Linked DNA regions of Mus musculus: region 1 is linked to region 2. A link is a contact called in public Hi-C data. All regions are on one chromosome and are shown on one strand. Each heading gives the region's core, a stretch centred on a gene start, on an enhancer-like site or on the middle of the called end of the contact. The rest is flanking DNA. Distances are from core to core; before and after follow the strand shown. Region 1 overlaps Satb2 (special AT-rich sequence binding protein 2). Region 2 has its middle 220 kb from the start of 1700003I22Rik.

Region 1 (3,882 bases), core at 1,049-3,548, 720 kb before region 2:
GCAGCCATTCCGCAGTCCACACTTCTCTGTGGGACAGCAGCAGACAGCAGCCAAGATCACTGGCTAAGTTTTCATGCTGAGTTGCTCTTCTTACTGGAAAACTTCACAGTTCCTGAACACCTGGCCATGACAGTGGAGTCAGGCCCCAGCGGCCTCTCGCAGAGAAGCACTGAGGCTCAAGCACCGGATGTCCCTAGCACTTACAGCCCAAATTTGCACTCAGTTGAGACCCTCAGAAGGGACCTTTTAAAAAAAATCAGTTGTTAAAACATTTTCTTGGTGCCATTACTTGAAAAGATCTTTCTGTGAGCTGCAACATAAAGGATGGAATGGGTGTTATATCCTGTGGTGGAGGGCCCAGAGACCCTGGTCAGCCCAGAGATCATTCTTTCAGAAGGGAATTCCTATTGAATAATCCAAAAGAGCTTAACATGTGTATGCCATAAAGAGCGTTTAGTTAATAACACCTTCATTAAATAGCACCTCAATTAAACCTTTGTCAGCAAAGGTTCTTTTACCTTCATATTCACATAACCTAACAGGGCTGAGCTTTAAGGATCTATTAGTGGTTCTGTTTTTTCTGGGCTTTACAGTTTGAGCCTAAACATTAATTCTGGGTGGAACTTGGCATCTTGTCTCTTTGCCTCAGAGGGAATTTTTGTTGTACAGTAAAAAGTGGTATTTCTTTCACGCAACCACCTTCTCTGAGTTTCCCCCCTTTTCTCCTGAGCAAAAAGCAATTAAGTAGTCAAGGTTTTAAGAGTGTATCTTTAATTTTAAAAACAGAATGATTATTTTAGGTGAATTAAGCAATTTTTCCATTAGTTCACATTGTAAAAAAGAATAGAAAAGGGACGCGGAGTCAATAACGCAAAGAAAGTATTTTCCTTCTCTTCTTCTCAACACGAAACCCATGAATTAGTGGCTACTGTTTTAGATGCTGAGAGTTAAGACATTTTGTTTTATTTGTGTTACCTGCTATTTTAACACTGACTGAAAGAAAGGAAAATCGATTCTCTGTCTGAAACAACTGGGCTTCCCAACCTTATCTTGGAAAACATACTTCCACTCAGTTGTTCTGCGATGGTCTTTTCTGTCGCTTGTTGATACTGTGTTAGGATTGGGTTGTTACAGGCATCTGATCACATAGAAATGGAAAGGGAAGGATGTAGGTTATCTTGGTAGGAAAACTAGCAAGTTCCCAGAGTGTCAGTGGCTGTGTGGTCCATGGCAGAGCAGTCCCTCTGGAGACAGAGGTGGGCTGAGTCGGCTGTGTTGGACAGCTGGCCTCCTCAGGTCAAAAGGCATCTTCAGACAAGGTTCTGTCTTTTGGATCTGGCGGTATTGGTATCAGGAGCCCTTTGTTGAGGGAGCCTGAGGAGAACAGGTTGTCCTCGAGATGGGAGTTATTCCATGTTGAAGACCAGGTGAAGTCACTTTTCAAAAGTAAATAAGGTGATTCTGATTTTTTTCCTGCCCCTCTCAAATGAATGTCTAGGTAATTTTCAGCACAACTAACTCCGTTTATGAGCTCATTCATCCAGCAAGTTTGTGCCTTAAGCACATTTTTATGGTTAACTTATACCTCCCACCCCAAATGGGAGCTTACTATTGAAAGTCTGCCAGTGATCATTAGTTCCCAAGAGATTTGGGAGAGAAGAAGAATGACGGGGTCTCACCTAGAGTGAGACCGTTTGTGTTGACATTTTGCCACCATGGGAAGCCAGAGTCAACCTGAATGTTCAGGGTGACTGTGAACTGTCTGATAGAGATGTATGGGATTCCAATTAGAACAGGGTCAGGATACCAATGCCCCTCTCTTCATGCTGTTCCCGTGCTTAGTGGAAAACAAGCTGCAAAGTAAATCCCTTGGCCCTCCAATAAAAAGATTTATAGCAAAATAATTCTCAGCCCCATAATGGGCCCGTTGTAGGTTTGTGTTTGATATTTGTAAGACTGAAATACAGTCCATGTTCCCAAACTAAGCATTTATTGTAAACAAGTTAACTGCCAAGAGCTTCTATTCTGTCAAACATAATTATATTGAAGATTGATGTATAGCTTGAAAGCAAGGTTGAGAGAGACAATTCCTTTCCATGAAGGGAGGCCTCTGAGACTATGCTCTCTGGTTCTCTGATAGCACCACTTAGGAAAGCCCCCTTCCTCACAGGCAGCCTTATGTAGAATAAACACAGGCTTGGGCTTGAAAATAGACCTGTCTGTCTGTCCTTCTCTTAACCAGAGAGAGGAGCTAGCACTCACAGGAGCTGGTATGAGCAATTCTCGCTCATCATCCAGGTTTGGCAGCCGCGCGGTCCAGAGACAGACTGCGTGCTCTTCCCCAGGCTCTGCTTCAGTGTGCCCACAAGCCTGCACCGATGCTTATAAGCCAACCCCACAGGAAATCCTTCTTTCCTTAATCCTGGCCTTGCCTGTTGGCTATTTTGTGTTATTCTTGTGAGATTAGAATTCTTTGGAAACCATAGCCTCAAGGTGTGGCTTGCTAAAATACTTCAGCGTGAGGTTTAGGGTTGACTTCAGAAAAGAAAGAATTTATAAATCTAGTAGTCTAGGGGAAGTGAAATCTTTTTGAGGTGTACATATCTGGAATTATCCCCAGTTTAACATTCTTTGCTTGGAGGGAAATAGAATTTCATTATTTTGTTTAGGGCAAGGACATCTTACTTTTTAATCCAGGAAACATATCATCTTAGACTTTAGATATATTTCGGTTAAAACAAAAGAAATCACATTCCTCTTTTGATTGAGTGGCAGCCTTTGATTGACCATAGTAAGGGTGAAAATAGTATTTTCTAGCTGGATGTGGTAGCTTATGCTGTAATCCTAGAACTTGGAAGGCAGAGGCAGGAAGATTACTTAAGGTTTTTCTTTTTCAGGGAGGAGCACTGGGGGACTAGCCTGGTCTACCTAGTAAATACCAGGGCATCCAGGGTTAGAGGGTGAGAAACATATCTCAGAAAAACAAAGCAACAAGATTTTCAGTGGGTTTCATAGGTGGTGACTTTCACACAGTTGCCTAGTTTTAAAAATAATCAAATTTAATGTTTCCTTTTAGAAATATGTAGAGTATAAAGAGAATGTCTTAGAATCACAGAGAGAAATAATAGTATTCTATTTTTATTAAGTAATTGCTATAAATTACACTGGTGTGTATATAGTTAAAAGATTGTGTCAGGGAAGTATTTTATCAGACCCTGTTTCCCTGGTCTGTGTTTATTAACTTCGTCTCAGTCACAGTAATAATGACCTCCATATTGTAAGCCAGAGATCTCATTGTCCCTGGAGGGAGCTATCAGATGCCCACTATGATGCTGAGTTTTTGTAGTCTCTGGTCTCCCTCTTTCCCCCCTTTCCACCCTCCCCATGTCAGAGCTCTCTGGGACTTGCTCCCTTTCCCTGTCCACAGGCATTTGATGGATATGAGAGTGAGGGTTTGGGAACAGGGATGCTGGTTGCCTATCCACTGAGATGCAGCTGTGTGGAATCTGCACCCGTTCATTCAGTGATCACTTCTTTACATTTCTGTTAGATATCCATAAATGTTTTACTGTTTAAACCCTAAACATAGTATTTTCTTTTATGAGGGAGAAACCTTTTTTTTTTTTTAATATAAAAACTTTACTTTTCGGTTTTCATTCGATAAAAATCTTTCCACTCTCACATGATTTCCTTTGAGGCTTTGCACCAGTGTTTGATCTCAATTTTTAATAATTTTTTTTGAGTTAAACTCCCCAAAGGAAACATGCTTGTGCTATGAAATATTCCCACTAGAAATACAGGTAGTCCTACCTTATTGAGCACTTGATTCCTGTATTAATTCCTAGCTTGAAAAACCTCAACACAGTTAACCTTGCTCTAACA
Region 2 (3,897 bases), core at 378-2,877:
ACTAAATTGGTTCCAACAGAACCTCTGACTTATAACCTTCTTTTCCTACACAATTCAGTTTTATGGAATAAACAGACAATAATGAAGATAACCCTGCATCTTTAAGCAAACTGACCCTTCTGCTTTTATCTCTCATAGCACATAACACTGTGGTCTTTCCCTTAAAGCATTCCCAAACTTTATATTGTAGTCTCACTTAATTATTAGCTCTTATCTTAAAGATGTATTAATATTTTAATGAGTAATAACTGATAACAGTTGACCTATTTTAGAGGCCAGTTCAGTAAGAATATGTTAATAATTCTGCTCACTGCAGAAAAGTATTGATTATTTTGAAGAATAATTTAAATTGAATTAGAATTCACATGAAATATAATGGTTAATCTTTTTCTCAAGTTCCATTAACTTATGGTTTTATATATTTCACTCTTTCAATTGTATGCTATATTCCTCAGATATAATTTTAAGATTCAGAAATGTTTTATGTATTGACATATGTAGACATATACAAGTCCTTCTCTGGCTATTTTGGAATGTAAAATACATTATTATTAATCATAATCTGCTTCCAGTATAATAGAAGACATATAATGATTTTACCACTTTATACTTGTTTAAAATTATATAGACATGTAAATGTGTTTAGATGCTATATATGTATGTATGTATGTGCATATACACTATGCTACATATATTATACATGTGCATAACTATGTATTTATATTATATATGTATATATAATTTTTTAACAAATTAGAAATAGAATATCACTTCATTTTTTAAACTAGTATTAAAACTCAAGTACACAACTCTCTGCCGGCATCATAGACAGAAATACTATACATAGTACAAAGTTTAACAAATTTAAGTATACATTTTAACCTTTTTTTAACAAATGTATTGTCTTGTGATCACCATAAAATTCAGGCTGTAAGTCACCTCTGCCAATCCAGTCTCTTTGTACCCATCATAATCAGTTTCTTACATCCTGCATCATTAGTTTTGTCCTGTTCTTGGGTATTGTTTGCTGCATATTCTAAGCTGTTGTCTTTATACACCAAAACTGTATGGTCCTCAACATAAAGGAATGAATTGTCCAAGAGAAGATAGGGTTTGAAAATTAAACAGAATGACTCCGCAAGCATATAGACGCAGTACATATTAGGCTTTGCATCAGCAGGCTGGAAAGAAATGAGGATGGACAGTACTGTGTAGGTGAGTTTCTCTGAAGTCTCTCTTGTTTCTTTCAGTGTACACACCCTAGTTGTGATCATTAAGGTGAATGGTGTAGATGTGACCAAACAGTGCAAAGACACTGTGTCCTATGTTTTATGCTACACCCCTCAGACACACTGAGAATTATCTCATGCTTACATCTATCTTGGCGTTTCTTTCTAATCTTCCTATTTCATTCATAATTCCACTATGTAGTAAGGCTGTTTGCACGTTAGGCAAAACAGCTTTGGCCATCCAGACTGGGCTGCAGTGGCATGTTACTGACCCGCCCAGATGCCTGGGCATCGCTTAGAAGTGGGTGTGGGAGGGATTGAGCAGGACAGCATGGTTATATGCATTTGCATAATCACCATGACTTCAATACTCAGCAGCAACCCTCACACCGTAGTTATTCCATAAAGATCTGTTGGATAAGTGCAGTACTGACTCATCTGTAAACTGGATCTGAGGCGCAATGTGCACTGCTTAGGTAACAATATGTCGAACACCAGCAAGGTGGCCGACACACAGTAGGTGAACACAGCTACGACATTTATTGCCACAATCACTAGAGTAGTTTGCAAATTAGAAGTCTAAATTAATTATCCAGATGATCCAAAATGGCACTTTTTCACTTGTCTCATTCTCTGTTTTTCTTGGACTCAGGGAACTGAGTTAATTGAATGGCTGCATATATAATACTCCACAGCCGCACTTCCTACTTCTCAATTACTGAGTGATTGACAAACATATCCTTTAAAGCCTTTTTTTTCCAGTTTCACAGATTTTAATGAAATCTCTAAGTCAGCTTGTTCTTCTGCCTGTAGCCATCTCCATAGATTTTTGTAAAACCAAATTTCTTGATGAATCACAAGGAGGAAAGAGGAGAGGAGGGAAGCATGAAAGGAGGAAGGAGGAAAGAGGAGAGGAGGGAAGCATGAAAGGAGGAAGGAGGAAAGAGGAGAGGAGGGAAGCATGAAAGGAGGAAGGAGGGAAGAGGAGAGGAGGGAAGCATGAAAGGAGGAAGGAGGGAAGAGGAAGCATGAAAGGAGGAAGGAGGGAAGAGGAAGCATGAAAGGAGGAAGGAGGGAAGAGGAAGCATGAAAGGAGGAAGGAGGGAAGAGGAAGCATGAAAGGAGGAAGGAGGGAAGAGGAGAGGAGGGAAGCATGAAAGGAGGAAGGAGGGAAGAGGAGAGGAGGGAAGCATGAAAGGAGGAAGGAGGGAAGAGGAAGCATGAAAGGAGGAAGGAGGGAAGAGGAAGTATGAAAGGAGGAAGGAGGGAAGAGGAAGCATGAAAGGAGGAAGGAGGGAAGAGGAAGCATGAAAGGAGGAAGGAGGGAAGAGGAAGCATGAAAGGAGGAAGGAGGGAAGAGGAAGCATGAAAGGAGGAAGGAGGGAAGAGGAAGCATGAAAGGAGGAAGGAGGGAAGAGGAAGCATGAAAGGAGGAAAGAAGAGAGGAAGGATGAAGGAAGACATAGAGGGAGAAGGAGCAGGGGCTGACTCTATAATTCCATTCTATCTTTGCATGGGGAATTCATAACCATGTGGGCTGACTACTTTGAAGACAGATCATTAGAGATGCTCTACTTCTACCCTTTAGCTGCTCGGATAGGAAATTAGTGGACTCAAGCAAGACTGTGCTCCTCTCTCCATCACAATATGACCTGCTCTTATTAACTGTTTCCCCAATCAAAGTCTTCTTTGCCATCTGCATTTGGAATGAAGTTTACATTCTCTAGCTCCTACTTAGCTTGAACTTTCTTACAATGTAATTTCTGCCATTCATACCAGTGTCATTTTTGTAGTACTTGGATGTTATTTGTACATCTATTTCAAGAGAAAGAAAAAAACTGTATTGGTATGAAACATATCCTCACAAGCATTCAAATATGAGTCAGAGAAAAATTAAAAAATAAGGAGAAGGGAGATGAACATTAAACACTATTTCTTTCATTTCTATTCCCTGTCATCTTTCAGAAAATTTTTCTATATGACAAGCTGATCTCCCCTTTCTATTTAAACTTTGACTAAATTATTGGTTACTTAACTATTATGCCACAGTGGCCTAGATACTGCTGCTTCCCCAGGTTGTACTGCGTTCTCTCAGGTAAGCTCTATGAAGTATTCCTTGGATCTTGCCCTGGGTTACTATCTCAGAAAGATGACATAGTCGGCATTGCACCAATAACCACAAATAACAAGTTTCATTAGGAAAAATTATATTATGGTGAAAGGAGACCCTGGACTTTAAAGGTGAGAACTGAAAAATATAGTAGCTACGCTGACATAGCAAAAGGAATTAGAATGAAATTGCTAATTTGGGATTCAGAGAAAGACACATTTCAATGGACCACAATTTGCATTTTTTGATACTAACCAGTTTTGGAAAAGTGTGAGTTACAGAAGTGTATGTGGGTAGTGTGGTATGCTGTGACACAGATGAAGAAGTCACATAACAACTCCCAGAAGTTAGCTTTCTTCTTCCAAAGTATGGGTCCCAAGGATGGAACTTGAGTTCTCAGGCTTGGCTACAGATGCCTTTCTTCACTGAACCACAAGTATGGCCCATAAATATTACTTTTTGATTAAACATTCTAACTGAAAAGTGAGACATGTACCAGATAAATAAGCAAGCACATAGCTGCACAGTAGACAGCAACAGCAGAAACTCTGAATGTCA

What was found. Hi-C and Micro-C count contacts between places; a contact is called where the count stands out from the background.
Region 1: a contact with region 2 is called in a Hi-C map of cortical neurons, with 3 times the contacts expected there. The contact joins two enhancer-like sites. A contact is called at or near these places in 4 of 39 promoter capture datasets (frontonasal cranial neural crest, hippocampal neurons, liver and 1 more), 4 of 484 Hi-C or Micro-C datasets (cerebral cortex, cortical neurons and forebrain) and 2 of 115 datasets of contacts at active chromatin or transcription factors (embryonic forebrain and forebrain).

Annotation. Positions count from the first base shown.
Region 1 is chr1:56,956,582-56,960,463 of GRCm38.p6, reverse strand. The region is part of intron 2 of Satb2 (special AT-rich sequence binding protein 2); the gene reads left to right. Among named protein-coding and RNA genes, the nearest start is that of Satb2, 13 kb to the left of the region's middle. Within about 2 kb of position 2,298, at least 6 of the 459 cell types and tissues checked have an H3K27ac peak or open chromatin away from gene starts, as enhancers often do. A contact at or near this core is called in cortical neurons, where this site is marked.
Region 2 is chr1:56,240,216-56,244,112 of GRCm38.p6, reverse strand. No RefSeq gene overlaps it. Among named protein-coding and RNA genes, the nearest start is that of 1700003I22Rik, 220 kb to the right of the region's middle. Within about 2 kb of position 1,627, at least 5 of the 459 cell types and tissues checked have an H3K27ac peak or open chromatin away from gene starts, as enhancers often do. A contact at or near this core is called in cortical neurons, where this site is marked.